4 separate regions of the Mus musculus genome follow, and all the other regions are linked to region 2. The links are chromatin contacts, called in public HiChIP or PLAC-seq maps. All regions are on one chromosome and are shown on one strand. Each heading gives the region's core, a stretch centred on a gene start, on an enhancer-like site or on the middle of the called end of the contact. The rest is flanking DNA. Distances are from core to core; before and after follow the strand shown. Region 1 holds the start of Serp2 (stress-associated endoplasmic reticulum protein family member 2). Region 2 overlaps Gm30365 (a long non-coding RNA gene). Region 3 overlaps Tsc22d1 (TSC22 domain family, member 1). Region 4 overlaps Tsc22d1 (TSC22 domain family, member 1).

The links. HiChIP or PLAC-seq counts read pairs in DNA pulled down with a chosen protein or histone mark.
Region 1: a FOXA1 HiChIP or PLAC-seq map of pancreatic cancer cells shows a contact between it and region 2. The contact joins the promoter of Serp2 here to the enhancer-like site in region 2. A contact is called at or near these places in 12 of 39 promoter capture datasets (the 3T3-L1 cell line, 3T3-L1-derived adipocytes, the HPC-7 cell line and 7 more), 3 of 484 Hi-C or Micro-C datasets (bone marrow-derived macrophages, liver and nephron progenitors), 10 of 115 datasets of contacts at active chromatin or transcription factors (acute myeloid leukemia, embryonic basal ganglia, embryonic forebrain and 6 more) and 4 of 9 other capture datasets (adipose tissue, embryonic stem cells, liver and 1 more).
Region 3: a contact with region 2 is called in a CTCF HiChIP or PLAC-seq map of the NIH/3T3 cell line, with 7 read pairs. The contact joins two enhancer-like sites. A contact is called at or near these places in 1 of 15 datasets of contacts at CTCF or cohesin (the NIH/3T3 cell line), 4 of 484 Hi-C or Micro-C datasets (the AML12 cell line, bone marrow-derived macrophages and liver), 6 of 115 datasets of contacts at active chromatin or transcription factors (a colorectal cancer cell line, embryonic stem cells, epiblast stem cells and 2 more) and 1 of 9 other capture datasets (adipose tissue).
Region 4: a contact with region 2 is called in a FOXA1 HiChIP or PLAC-seq map of pancreatic cancer cells. The contact joins two enhancer-like sites. A contact is called at or near these places in 1 of 39 promoter capture datasets (the SN4741 cell line), 2 of 15 datasets of contacts at CTCF or cohesin (the NIH/3T3 cell line and large pre-B cells), 15 of 484 Hi-C or Micro-C datasets (the 3T3-L1 cell line, 3T3-L1-derived adipocytes, the AML12 cell line and 7 more), 33 of 115 datasets of contacts at active chromatin or transcription factors (the NIH/3T3 cell line, the SCID.adh cell line, SST interneurons and 24 more) and 3 of 9 other capture datasets (adipose tissue, liver and pancreatic islet).

What each region holds. Positions count from the first base shown.
Region 1 is chr14:76,555,093-76,558,743 of GRCm38.p6, forward strand. It overlaps Serp2 (stress-associated endoplasmic reticulum protein family member 2), which reads right to left and starts at 1,595. Exons shown (of 3, transcript NM_001160326.1): 1 at 1,339-1,595. The coding sequence starts at 1,422.
Region 2 is chr14:76,833,342-76,836,878 of GRCm38.p6, forward strand. Gm30365 (a long non-coding RNA gene) reads right to left here. Exons shown (of 3, transcript XR_383623.4): 2 at 1,289-1,483; 3 at 1-836. Among named protein-coding and RNA genes, the nearest start is that of Gm30365, 2.6 kb to the right of the region's middle. Within about 2 kb of position 1,555, at least 27 of the 459 cell types and tissues checked have an H3K27ac peak or open chromatin away from gene starts, as enhancers often do. A contact at or near this core is called in the NIH/3T3 cell line and pancreatic cancer cells, where this site is marked.
Region 3 is chr14:76,476,655-76,480,208 of GRCm38.p6, forward strand. The region is part of intron 1 of Tsc22d1 (TSC22 domain family, member 1); the gene reads left to right. Among named protein-coding and RNA genes, the nearest start is that of 4930444M15Rik, 42 kb to the right of the region's middle. Within about 2 kb of position 2,162, at least 96 of the 459 cell types and tissues checked have an H3K27ac peak or open chromatin away from gene starts, as enhancers often do. A contact at or near this core is called in the NIH/3T3 cell line and pancreatic cancer cells, where this site is marked.
Region 4 is chr14:76,506,057-76,509,588 of GRCm38.p6, forward strand. It overlaps Tsc22d1 (TSC22 domain family, member 1), which reads left to right. Exons shown (of 3, transcript NM_207652.3): 3 at 361-1,709. The coding sequence ends at 618. Among named protein-coding and RNA genes, the nearest start is that of 4930444M15Rik, 13 kb to the right of the region's middle. Within about 2 kb of position 2,270, at least 15 of the 459 cell types and tissues checked have an H3K27ac peak or open chromatin away from gene starts, as enhancers often do. A contact at or near this core is called in pancreatic cancer cells, where this site is marked.

The DNA of each region.
Region 1 (3,651 bases), core at 345-2,844, 280 kb before region 2:
ACTATGTCAGCAAATAGGTCTGCCACCTTGAGAAGGAAGAAATGATCTACTTTGAGCATAAAATAATTGCCTTTAATGCCAACTTGGGCAGTGGCTCCCTGCCCTGACCCAGTAATAAAACCTCATAGGGGAAACAGATTCCTGCGAAAAATATGGTTCCCATTCTATGGCGCCTTGGCATTTTGTCCCCTCCAATCATAGCTAAATGCTCTAGTTCCCCAAAAGAAGGAATTTTAAGGGTTACCTCAGCCTGGGGCTGTGTACAAAGCTCTGAGTAGTTTGACGCCATGGCTTCTCTGCCACAATTCTGCTTGGTTTAACAAGAATTCCGGTGTGATGACTACACAGCCAGCTTTTCCCCTCAGTTAATCAAACCAACATAATTTCTTTGCTAAAAGGCATTGCCTCATCAAGTCTGCGTTTCCAGACAAACCCAAGCTTCGGCTGGACTTCCCCATAATCGTATGGGCTAATAGATTCCAGGCGCCTTTGCAAACCAGTTCTTCGCAACGATGCAAACCCACACAAGCCTTGGATGGTTCAAAGTCACAGGCCTGACATTTTCTGGAGCAGATAACTTGGTTTCCTAAAGGAAATCTCTGCACTTAAGGTACACAGTTTACTTAAGATTCCAGGGGTAAAGCTTTAATACACAGTCTGGGAGCAAAGAACCTCGGGCACTAAGCTGGTCGCTACAGTTACAGCATCATAATGCGCCAGAATCCATACGGTGAATTATAGGCAGTAACGATGCACTCAGCTTTGGCTGAGGCGGCTTCAGTTTGCAAGAGAAAGAGGAGGGTGAAGAGAAATGTAGCTCGGAATCTCACGCCCTACTTTTATACCATATATATAATATATATGTACACACACACACACACACACACACACACACACACACACACAGGGAGAAGAGACAGACGATCACAAAAAGGGTGGAAAGAAAAATCTTAGCATGGGGGTGGGGAGAGAGTCCAGGGGCGGAGCCTGGAAGCTGTGGATAAGTGGCATTCTATCATTCGTTCATCCTTTCGTTCATTCATTCACTTAGTAGGCTCCCAGCCCAGTTGGCTTCACTGGCCCCTAAGATGCAGCTTTTAGCCTTTTTCAAGGACGATGGCTCCTTCTCTTGGGGAGTCTCCACCAACCAGAGCCCTCTCCGCCCACGAGAAAGCAGAGCAGTCTGCGCCCCCCAGAGCCCCGCTGGGTCCCCCAGCCTGCGGGACCCCGGAGGAGGGGCCGGGAGGCCTGGCTCCGAGCCCACGGCCCGCCCGCCCCGCCCCGCTCCGCCCCGCGGGTCCTGCCAGCTCGGCCCGGCCGGCGCCGCCCCCGCCTTACCAGGGTTTTGGCTACGTTTCCCCTCTGGGTGATGTTTTTGCTGTGCTTCTCGTTAGCCATCCGGATCCGCTGTTTGGCCACCATGGCTTGGGCGCTTGGGGATGCTCTCGACTCCCACCTGCAACGATGGCCGGGGTGAGCCGTAGCCGCAGCGCCCCGCGGCTTGCCCGGGCGCTGCAGGTGGCAAGGCACGGCCGAGCCCCGCGCACCCCGCTCCCGGAGCCCCAGCCAGCCGGCTCCAGAGAGAGGCCAGCGCGCGGACGGAAGTAATCTCTCATCTCAGGAAACCCTCTCCGACTTCCTCGCCATCCTTCCGGTCCCCCCAGCTACCTACCCTGCGCGGCCACCGAGGCAGGAGGCGGGAAGCGAGAGGCGGGCGCTGACACAGCGCCGCGCGCCAAGCCCAAGGGCACCGTGGCCCGGGGTGTCCGGGTCCTGAGATCGAACGCTGCGGGGCATAGGGTTCGGGCGACCCGGCGTTTGTGCGTGCGTGGGGGGTGGGGACGCAGCCGCACCCAGCCTGGTGACCTCTGACTGTTTCCTGACCACCTCGGGACAGGCAGGGATTGGGGCGCTGGTGCTTCAAGCTGAAGGCTAGACCCTAGGCATCGAGCGCTGAGTCTCAGAGCTGAGCCTGGCCAGGTTTGGGTAGTACTGTTGGGAAACACCCCAAAAGAACCTGCCCTTTAGGTGTCTGAGGAAACCCCACTTGGCAAGTTGGGTTGTGCAAAAAGAGACCCTTTGTGACATGGGACGAAGAGCCAAGAAGCCTCTTTCTGGTCCCTGAAAAATGTGGATGAGGGTGGAGTTGGACCAGACCTCACCTTGGCAGTGGTGGTCATCACACTAGCAGATTGCCCCAGAAACCACTGAGTGCATAGAGGGCAAAGGGTTCATGAGCCTACAGTACAGGAAGAATGGATGGCCACTGCCCATAACCAAAGTGTTGACCAGGCTTGGACTCTTATCCCCCACTGCCCCACCACCACTACTGTCTTGGGGCATCTTGGACCTTCAGGCATCCCTGTTCTATGGGGTACTAAGTGTGAGCTCCCAGACAGCATTGGGAGTTTCTCTGCAGTGAAAGGACAAAAATCAATATTTGAATATCCAGATGCTGACCCCGAGATTTAGCTAGGGGAGGAGTGGGGGCTGAACCGCTTATCTTTCCTCAACAAATATGGCTCCTTGGAGCTCAGGAGGGACATCTGGAGAAGTGGGAAGAGGTGGTCCAGGGTTAGGACAATACAAAATAGCACTCAAGGGTAAGGAGTGAGAGCTGTGTAGACCAGATATGTCGGATGCATCTCTGATCCTATCTATCTGTGCCTGGAGGATGCTTCAATAGGCTCTGGTATGGGTAGAATTTCTTATGTGGGTAGAAAGCTAGGAAGAGCTCTTTAGGATACGGTTTATCTTAGAGTTTCTGTTGGGATGAAACTCAAGCAGGGCAGAAACCTGGAAGCAGGAGCTGATGCAGAGGCTGTGGAGGGTGCTGCTGACTGGCTTACTTTTTCTGGCTTGCTCAACCTGCTTTCTAATAGAATCTGGGCCCACCTGCTCAGGGATGGCACCACCCACAATGGGCTGGGGCCTCCCCTTCAATCTGTAATTAAGAATATGCCTTACAGCTGGAGCTCATAGTCTCATTTCTCAACGGAGGCTCCTTCCACTCTGAAGACTCCAGCTTGGGTCAAGTTAGACAAAACCAGCCAATATACCCTTCTATCAACTGGTTAGAAATCTCTTCACTTGAATGAGCAGCTACTGGCTTCATTAACAGTATGAGCAGCCACCAACATCACAGGACCACTTAAGTCTGACCTATTCTGGTCCCTGATTTTAAGGACCACTGTGGGGAGCGGTGCGGCTGCAGGACCCGTGAAACCCACTTGTTTACTGCCTTGCCAGAGCATGCACAGTGAGGCTGCATGCGTGGGCTGCCTGCCAGGCTGGACTGTTCCTTGTGGTCAGGACCTGTCAGCCTATCTGTGAACGACCTGAGCTCGTGCCTGGAGCGTGTGTGAATTCTGATTGGATGAGGTGGGGTGGAGCTAGAAGGAGGTGAGTCTGTGCAAATAGTGAAGAGAGGAGTTTTAGCCCTTGCCGTGAGTAGAAGTACTAGAAGAGAAGCTGTTGTAATAGGAGTTGTTTTAGCCCTTGCCCTAAGAAGAAGCTGCTGGGGAAGAGAGCTGTAAAAGAAAAAGCCTGAGTAAAGTTGCTGCTTGAACCCAACTTGGTGTCTGTGTCGTTCGTGTCGCCGCCTCAGAGGACCAACGACAGACCACCACTGGCGTTTAAGTAGGGGAAGTG
Region 2 (3,537 bases), core at 305-2,804:
TGGGGCTGGAGAGATGGCTCAGCTGTTAAGAATGAGTACGGTAGAGGCTTGGCACACCTGTGGTGGCCTCCTAACTGCTTTATAACCTCAACCCTGGAGACTTCAGGACTCCACAGGCACCTGCACACACATGCACATGCACGTGAGTACACGAGAGAGAGAGAGAGAGAGAGAGAGAGAGAGAGAGAGAGAGAGAGAGAGAGAGAGAATTACACATATTCGTAAATTAAATAAATCTCTTTTAAAGTACCAACATTTCTCAGAGTATAATAGACCAAAAAAGAAAAGAAAAGAAAGAAAAAAAGAGGAAACAAAAGGGACAAGAAAACGGACAAAGATAAATAAAGATTACCCAGTAACTGAAAACTTCATCTCCAAAATTAGATGAAAGTACAAGGAAAGAAAAAACATGGAAGACTTAAAAAATAGAATAAGGTGAAAATACTACTAAAAGTGTAGTGAAATAAAAAAAGGCACAAGGTTTAAAATGGCAAGTGAGAGTGAGGGGCAGCAGGAGTGAAAAGTGGTGGGCCAGAGTGAGAGCGGGGAGAGGGAGGGCAGCGGGAGTGAGGCTGAGCAGGAGAAAGCACAGCTGAGGAGGAGCACGCATTCTCAGTTCAGTTGGTTTCTGGATCCTTGAGCGTATATATGTAGGGTTGGGGGTGGTCCTTTGAACTTGTGGGCTCCAGGCTTTCCTGTGCTTTCTGCTGGTGTTGAACCTGTATGGAGCAAGTCTTCTCAAAGGGTATAGGAGACAACTTATGATGTTTTCCCAAGCTCCTTCCTCCCGTGGATGCGATCATGTTAGGAACTTGCTATCTGTGCGGGCCTCTGTCCTGTTTGGAATAGTTTGAAGGATGTTGCATTAGACTTGTAAGACATCAAAGGTATACATTAGTCTGAACTGAGTGCCTCAGTGACTCATGACTTTGCTCAATACCAGGACCACTCAGTGTAAACACCCGCCACAGTTTGAAGTGGGGAGGCTCTTAAACCAGCTCACAGTTAGTCACAGTCCTCTGGAAGGCCAAGCCTGGTCTATGCTAACCCCCTCCCATTATCTCTAAGGAAACAAAACCCGGAGGGAGGGAGGGAGGGAGGGACGTGTGAACATCAATCACACAGCTTGTATTTCAGATTCATTTCTATGGGTTTTCATTGGAGGAGAAGACAATGGGGGTGAGGGAGTCTGTATTTTAACAATGGAGACCTGTGAAGGAAAGTCTCTCTGTCTCTGTCCCCCTCCCTCCCTTTCTCCCTCCCTTTCTCCCCTGGTCCATGCTCATACCTGAGCGTGAAGCCCTTGAGTTCACAGGAGTTTTGGAGTTTTAGACTTGATCATTGTTACAGGCTTTGATTTGTTTTATTTGCTCTGAGAAAATTCCTTCTTCTTCTTCTTCCACATGGCCCCAAATAGCCGATTGAGACATGTGGCCCAAGACTTCCTTTTAACAACTCATTATGTTGTTGCTTTTTCTAGACTCTGATTGAAGAAATAAAGTGAGCTAGAGTTCATGACTAATAGAACCTTACCTCCATTCTGACCCCAACTCATGAGCCAATCACTTCTACATGTTCTCATACTGACACATACGTCAGAGGCTTTGATGTGAAGCTGCACTGAATCAGGGACCTCGATTTCAATGCCCAGATACATTCGACATAATCACCCAGTGCAATAACCTTTACTTTCCCATCTGTAAAATGAGTTCAATGTTAGGAACAGTGTTCTTCATACAAAATGGATGTAAGCAGATTGCTAAAGGCTGTGACACATGACTTAGTGGATTATCATTTTATAATGGAAAATTTTAGAAACCTATGAGCTGCCCAAAGCATTGCTGATAATTTATTATTAATGACATCTAAAATCTCCAGCCCTGCAGGAAGCTTCAAGCATCATTACTGCCTTACATTTTGCTTTCGGTTAATGGACAGCCATATTTCACTGTCATTTTCATGGCTAGCAAGATAGCACAGATGAATAATTTTAACAAAATATAGAACAGGCAATGACACATTCCAGATGCTGTCACTTTTATTAATTAGATGACCAACTTCGGCATTGTAAGAACCAAGTTTCCTGAACACATCTAGTGTCCCTCGTATGTCCTTGACATCAACACACTCTCTCTATCCAACTCTCAGAAGCAAGGATCAGAAAACATTGGACTTAGCCCTTTCATGTTTAAAAAAACTAAAATTCAGAATCAATCAGTAATTGAGAAGAAAACCCTCTGGGTAATAAGGCCTGGTAATAGGTGTTCAAGTAAAGGCTGGTCTTGATGGGACAACCCCTTTACCACAGCACTTGGAAAGCAGAGGCAGTAAGATCTCTGTGAGTTCAAGGCCAGTCAGGGTTACTTGATGGGCTCCTGAAAACAAAACGAAACAAACAAAACCAAAATCATGTTGGAGCTGTAGAGGCTAAGTAGTAAAGAGTGTGTAGTGTTTTTGAAGCAGACCTGAGTTTGATTCTAAGGACTAAGATCTGGCAGATGATGACCAAATGTAACTCCAGCTCCTGGAGTCTTAAAAGCCTCTTTTGTCCTCCATGGAAATGTGCATTCAAGTGCACATATACCTCCTCAATTCACAAATACATATAATTAAAACAACAACAACAAAATAAATCATTAAAAAGCTCAAGTAATAGCAGGGGCTTCTGATCACATGAGGACAGCATCCTTAAGGGTTAAGATGAGGATGCTGCTTTGAGATCATCAAAGAAGGATTTTCTTCTAGAAGCTTTTCATAGGAAGAGAATATGCCTCGGAGATGTCGAATCACAGCTCTTAGTAAGAACCACCTATTAGCCTATGGTCTAGGAACATCTAGACCAAGCCCAGTTGCACATGTGCATGTCCCCTGATTTGTGATTGGGCCAATCCTTGCCCCCCCCTTTTTTTTTTGAGGCAGGGTTCCTCTGGGTAATAATAAGGCCTGGCTATCCTGGACTCACTTTGTAAGCCAGGCTGGCCTCTAACTCACAGAGATGTGCCTGTCTCTGCTCCTGAGTACAGGGATTAAAAGGATGTGCCACCTGGCTTAATTCACATGTTTTAATTGGAAACACTCTAAGTTGAAATTCATCTATTATACCTGGCCAAGCTCTGTAGCTTGGCACAGAACCTAAGCCCAGGATCAGCAGTTTGCCCTCCCCATCAAATGCCTGGCTGCGAACTACAGCTTTCTGCCTCTGCCAAGTAGCACAAGAGAATATCAATATTCTATTGATCACTGCTAGCCCAGGTAAAGATTGAAACGCAAAATCCAGAGTATGTTTTTTTTTTTGCTATATGCATACAACTCTTGCACCAGCACAGTATAACAAACTTAGAAGTCAAATCTTGCATTAAGACCTAGACTGTCTGGACTACAGAGGCAAATATCACTGTAACCTGCAGTGTTGCAACTAGAAGCCATTTCCTCCATCTCCATCACAAGGGAGCACTCCTCATCTCTAGCTCGTCAGTCTTCCTATTCTACAGAGCAAACATACTTGTGCTCCGGGAACGATCGTATCTAAGATACTGC
Region 3 (3,554 bases), core at 912-3,411, 360 kb before region 2:
TCTCTCTGAGGTCTAGGGTTGGGTAGATATGGTCAACAGAGGTCATAACGGTTAACTCGGAAAGCCCCATGACAATCTCCTGTGCCCCTTAACCCTTTGAAATGGGGTAAATACCTCTACCATGTATCATGGCATTTTTTTACTCTTTCTGTCATAGTGTGTCACCATAAATAAATTAGGCTGCTTCCCCTTTAAGTAGAAACTGCCTCGAGGGTCAGATGGAACTTGAGAACTTTCATCTGAAGCACTTGTTGGTCCCCCAGGAGTGTCAGTTGGACCTGGTGTGGGGAGCGGGGGCAAAGGCAGGCTTGGAGGACGGCCACCATTGTATACATGAAGCCTGTACTGTGATCTAGAGATAAGAGCGTTGTGAGTACTAACTGTGGCTCTAGTAAGGGATGAACTGGCTCCCCACCCCCACTCCCCCACACACTGGTTTTTACCTGGGGAGGCAGTTGGCTGCTGTCCTCTTGGAGGTTGGCATTAAGTCCAGTTCAGCCATTTTGTTTTCTTTTTCTTAGTTAGGAAATCTTTTTTTTTTTTAATTATCTATTTATTTTGTTGTAGCTTATCAAAAGACCCTCACTCACAAAGACCACAGAAATTGCCATCGTTGCAAAACGCATGAGGAATTTACTTATCCAACAGGTTGGGGAACCCCCTCTCAGCACGCAGGCTGGAGGAGAGACCCAGAACAAAGAAAGGACACACTTTTTATAACTCTGTAAGGGCCAGATATAGGCACCAGTTTAGTCTGGCTTATTTTAATTGGTGTAGCCAATAACCTTTTTAGATACTGGTTGGTTTGTGGAGGGTGACTCTCATTTTGTCTGTCCTTGAGGTTTTTAGTATGAGGCGGGACAAAGGAATTGTTAATCTTGTTTTGGAAGCTTAGTAATTTTGACCGTTAAAACTATGTTTCTATATTTGTTTAGTCAGCCAGCTTTTTTATCTGACTCTGTACTTGGCCTGCTAGTACAGTTTGGAAAGTCCTTTTGAAGGGGGAAGGTACTGGGTAGTCTTGAATTTATTTTGGATATTACAATTTCATATATATGAGTACACTGTAGCTGTATAAATGGTTGTGATCCTTCATATGGCTGTTGGGAATTGAAATTTTAGGTCAACCCCACTTGCTCTGGTTGCTATGGCCCAAAGACTTATTATTTATTATTATACATAAGTACACTGTAGCTGTCTTCAGACACACCAGAAGAGGGTGTCAGATCTTATTGTGGGTGGTTGTGAGCCACCATGTAGTTGCTGAGATTTGAACTCAGGATCTTCAGAAGAGCAGTCAGTGCTCTTACCCACTGAGCCATCTCGCCAGCCCTAGTTAGGAAATCTTAAGAGCTACTTTAAAAATACTTGGAGGACTGGATGGCGATGGTGACAAGAGGAGTCTTTTGCTTCAGTTGGCAGATAAATTACATGAGATTCTTTCTAAAGCCTAGCGTGACGGTACAAGGTCATGAGCAAGTCCAGCAGCTTGGAAGCAGGGGCAGGGGGATAGGGAGATGTGAACAGTTTGTTCTCCATAGAGTTCCCAACCAGCAAGTGCCATCCAGTGAGACCTTCCCTCCCTCTTTCCTCCTCCTCTCCCTCCCTCCCTTTCTCCCCTCCCCCCCTTTTTTTGTTAAAGGCAGGCTCTCTCACTGTCTAGCTCTCCTTGCTATGTAGACCAGGCTGGCCTCAAATTACAGAGCTCCACCTGCCTCTAAACCCCTAGCACTTTGACTAAAGGTGTGTGCTACCACACCCAGAGTAAGACTTTAGAAAGAAAGAAAGGAAGGAAGGAAGGGAGGGAGGGAGGGAGGGAGGGAGGGAGGGAGGGAGGGAGAGAGAGAGAGAGAGAGAGAGAGAGAGAGAGAGAGAGAGAGAGAGAAAGAGAAAGAGAAAGAGAAAGAGAAAGAGAGAAAAGAAATTGAGTTGAATAGCACAGTTAGCTCTTAACTTTGATACCAGAGCTTAAACCATTTTGAATTATTAATACCATACTCGGAGGGTAACTGTGGCTCCTCATGTTTTCGTTCTTAAGACCCGGTGCTTAGATGTTTGCTGTGTGTGTGTGGGTAAGAGGGAAAGAGACACAGATATACCATTGTATGCCATTGGTGCTGAGGGGCTGAGGGGCTGAAGGGCCGGACAGGAAGGTGGGGGGAGACTCTGACTCAGCATGAGGAATGCTGACTCATCCTGAGGAATGCTGGCTCACAACGGGAGAGAGAAGCCTTTCTCTGGAGATTTGGAGATAGTCAGTTTTCCAGTTTCCTTCAGATGGAATTGTAGAGCAGAAAAAAAAAGTAATGATCTCCCTGCTTCTCGCCTACAAGTTTTGTTTTGTTGTTTGTGAAGAACAAAACAGAACAAAGGAAAACACTTCGCCAAAAGATGGAATCCTTATCTGAAAAAAAAGACGTTTGGAACAGATTCTCCATTTTTGTCTCTGTAGCTTTTGTCCATCCTGTCCAGGTTTAATAACTAAATCCTTGGAAGCAGGAAGTACATTAGCACTGTTCTAAGAGTTTGTCAGTCCCTTAGGCCGTAGGATTATTTCCTCCCCAAGGTGGACACGCAGACTGTTATAGGAACCCGGAAAGGACCAGACCCAGGGCCATCGGAAGCTCTGTGGATCGCACTGAGCCACATTCACAAGGAGTTTCTGTAACCTGGCAGCCCATGTTCTCACAAGAGCCACGGCTAACCCTCAGCGTCAAAGGAGGCTGTGTTTCCCCAAAGGCTACTGCTTTCTGAAAAATCCATGACTGCAGCAGGTACTCGGAAAAAGTCAATGGTTTTTTCTGTCTTTTATTCGCTATTTTAGACCAGGCTCTTTTGTGGCAGTTTGTTATCAAGAAGTAATGAGTAGATTCTTCTGAGAGTTTGGACTCATTGCAGTCTAATTATGAAATAGTAAAGATTGTATAGGAATTCTCCTTCATAGGGTAAAATTGGTCCAGTGGTGCTGTTGGTGGGCAGTGGAGTTGCCGTGTTGTGTTCATTAAGCATAGGTGGTGGCTATTGTAACTAAGAGGGGATGAGACCCCAAGTTTATTCCACTATCTACGGGAGCAATTCTGCTCATGTCTAAAGAGAAACTTTAGTTTTGATTCCAAATGATTTCACTAAATAAAACATTAATAACAACCAGTTGAATGAATGCTAGTGGACCTCTCCACTAATATTTAATGTTTTAGAATGGATATGTTATCTTGATTACTGTTTTTTAATATCTAGTATATTTTAGTACATTTAGCTCGGAGGTTGTAATTCTGCATGTGTTCCACAAGGTGGCAGGCTTGTATGTTTGTAGGTTCCCTTTGGTTCCGTGCAGAGCAAGCTCGTGGTTATGCAGAAATCAAAGTTTTTCTGTTAAATGTTAACTGTTTTATATAGCAGAGCTTTACAGTTTAACTTTTATGATGGAATGCTCTCTGAGCCTCATCCCAGGCTTTCCTGGTGTCTTAAACGGTACAATGTAGTGTGGTTGTTATCAGGAAACCCTCTAGATAGCAGTGACTGCGTAGACTAAGGACTAAGATGGAGCAGTGAGG
Region 4 (3,532 bases), core at 1,020-3,519, 330 kb before region 2:
AAGGGAGGGAGGAGATGGGAGGGGACGCTCCCTGCGCCGGGAGGGCCTGGGGGCGGGGAAGCGGCCACTGGGCCTCGGGCCTGGAGGAGAGCGAACACAGGGCCTGAGCCCCTGTGTGGTGCGGTTTGCCATCTTGAATTGGAAACTGGACTGTAGACGTCATTAATGTCTGCAGAGAAAGTCTGGAGACTTTTGGAAAGCTTGATCACGTATACATTAAACTTGAGTATTGCGCGGTTGTGATTATGCGCAGATTTCCACAAGTGTGCTTTAAATGCTCTTTGGAGATAGAATAAATAATTGGTTAGGGAGAGTCCAGGACCTAGTAAGCTAAAGCCTTTCTTTGCCTCCTGTTTTCAGGATCTGGTGAAAAGCCATTTGATGTATGCGGTGAGGGAGGAAGTGGAAGTTCTGAAGGAGCAGATCAAAGAACTAATAGAGAAAAACTCCCAGCTGGAGCAGGAGAACAATCTGCTGAAGACGCTGGCCAGTCCGGAGCAGCTCGCCCAGTTTCAGGCCCAGCTGCAGACTGGCTCCCCTCCGGCCACCACGCAGCCACAGGGGACCACACAGCCCCCTGCACAGCCAGCATCCCAGGGCTCAGGATCAACCGCATAGCCTCCTAGGCCCCAACAGAACTGGCTGCTGCTGCTGCTGTCTGAACTGAACAGACCGAAGAGATGTGCTAGAGAGAAGCCGCCTCCACAGTCACCCATTTCATTGCTGTCTACGAAAGAGACGTGAGACTCACACGCTGTTCTCGCTTTCTCCCCAGTATTAAGCACTCATAAGCTTTTGGCTTGAAGAAATGTACTAGTTGAGTGAATTAAAGGTTAATCAGAGAGTGAGCAGGGATGTGCCCTGTGCAACGTGGCAGATGTCTGAGGAATGGTTTAATTGACCCCGAGGAGCTCTGTGCCTTTTCAACCCTCCCCAGCCGCCCACCCTGCTTCTGAGAGCTCGGGCGGCTCGCCTTCGTGGGGCTCGCCTGCGTGGGGTTCGGAAAGTGGGCTGCTCCTGGATTCTGCGCTCTCTTCTCCTTCCCTTCAAAGAACTCGGAGAGGCCAGAAACAAGACTGCAATGGGGGGCGGGGGGAGGGATGATGCAGTCCTTATACAAAACCGACAACTGTCACCAAAGCTTATAAAACACGATAGTACTGTCCCTCTTTTCTGAACCATCAGAAGACACAAAACTGTTAGTGACACAACGGTGACAGGTAGCTGGGACCTAGGCTATCTTATTATGAAGGTTGTTTTGCTTGTTGTATATTTGTGTATGTAGTGTAACGAATTTGTACCATAGAGGACTGTCCGTAACTACTGTTTAGCTTCTACACATTGAAATGTAGATGTTTCATTGGCTGTCTGAAAAGGTGTGGCTTGTCCTTCCTAGAGAGATCTACTTAAAAACTGCTTTGTGACAAAAACCACACCTGAAGAAATTTTAAGAATTTGGCCCAGTTAGTCACTCTGTGTAATCCCGGAATCTAGCTGCTGAAGTCTTGCGAAGTAAACTCCCCGTGACCGATGTCAGTTAAGCTGGTGATACCTGGAGAAGTGGTCAGTTGCTAAGGAAGTGGATTTCCCAGTAGGGGTTTCTGCACCTCACCTGTATAGTCGTTCTGCGCATGTCCCCCACACAGTCCCCACTGTATTTACCTGTTCTACTTGTCACCTTTCAATAAAGCATATCAAATGTTGATACACACGTGTTTCTATATGACGCCATTAATACATTCATTTCCACAGCTGCTCTTCATGAAGTCAACAGCAGTTTGCCTAGTAAAGTCTCAGGGCGCTGACACCAGTGCTTTGACTCCAGAAGAGAGGAGACATTGTTTTGATTGGGGGGGGGGGGGGAATGCAGGCAGAAGGGCTCATTCTCTTGTGACTAAGTCACTTCACCCCTCTGGACTGATAAGAGAATCTTCACTTCTCCAATTTAAAATTTGAGGGTTTATGTAGAGCTTATTTATTCGTAGTTGCTGAACTGAGAGGGAACAAGCCTGGTTGGTGTGTGAAGGTTAAAGGAAGAGGGACAGGTTCGTTTCCACGTTGACAGCTCTGCTGCCAGAATGAGTTTCTGGCCCCTGGGAGAGTAGTTGTGTTTGTAGACACTCTTCTGGGGGTTGAAAGGATGTACTGGGCTTGAGCTAGGTAGGACCTGGGACATCTCTCCCTTCTGGGTGATGTGTAAACACAGTGGAGCCTAAGGAGGAGGAAGGGCCTTAGCAGGACAGGCTTGGCTCTCTGCCCCAGGACCTCGGCAATAGCTCTTGGATGTGGTGCGAGTTGGGTCCATCCTGTGCATCCTCTGAGGGTTACCTAAGTCCTCACTGTAAGCCGATGGCAGTTGCCATAATGATAACTGGAGGGCAGCAAGAACTTGACAGTGTCTCATACTTAGAGCTACATAACTGATCTAACGGGAAGCTTCGATGGTGATTCTCTGAAGAAAACTAGACAGTAGCCATTTCATCTCACATTTTTTCATGTAGCTGTGGAGAATTTAAAGTCTCCACCCTTGATGAACTAAATAGACATTATTTCGACTAATAGAAAATCTCACAAGATTGCGGTGTCTTGATATGTGAAATAGTAATGAATCATTAACATGAAAAGATATATTTTTATGGCCTTTCCTCGCCTTTGTAAATTCAGAAGTTTTACTGACTGCTATTTAAACATATCTAAGTTGATTTCTAAGCACATCTTATTGCTAACTCACAAACCTAACTAGGCATCCTTGGCCCGTGGGTCACTATGGAGTTGATAGAGTCACACTTCACCTGCCATGGAGCAGGAGTGACTTCTAAAGCCGAAGGAGATCTAGTGTGAGCCCTGGGTGTTCGTGACGTCACTGCAGGACAGACCCAGGCACAGTGCCGGAGAGACGACGGTACCATGTGATTCTAAGAATGCCTGCTCTCTGCTTCAAATTAACAATGTTCAGAATTCAGGAGCTGTGCTTTTGGTTTTCGCATAGTTTAAAAGTAAAAATAATTGTGATGAATACAGCGTGCCAGAAATCAGGTTTATATATTTGCTCAGGAAACGTATAAAAGTTAATTATAACCATAATTAGGAATGAAAATGAATTTCAATGCAGGCACTACTGTCCCTCCGGCTGAGTGAAATACAAGATGAAGCCTTGTGCAGTGACAGCCTTTAGCTGTCCATTTCCCATCCATTCAGACAGTAATCACAGCAGTAAGATCAGACACAAGCCGAAAATGAAATTTCCTCCCAGATAAAATCGTTTGAAAATACTGCCTACCAACAGGACTGGGGAGCAGATTGTGCCATGAGGTTCCTGCTCTGCTGTGTGGGAGAAAGACACTCGCCGACCGCACCTGAGGTGCTGTGGAAACCGGCTATTTGATATTTGGAGGGAACAGAAATCCACAGACCCACCTCCCCATCCATGAAATCACTGGGTGAGAGCTTTCAAGACCCAGAACTTGGCTAAACTTCAGCTCAAATTAGAAAAGCCCTTCTCATGGAGACTGAGCACCGAGTCTTAGAATGC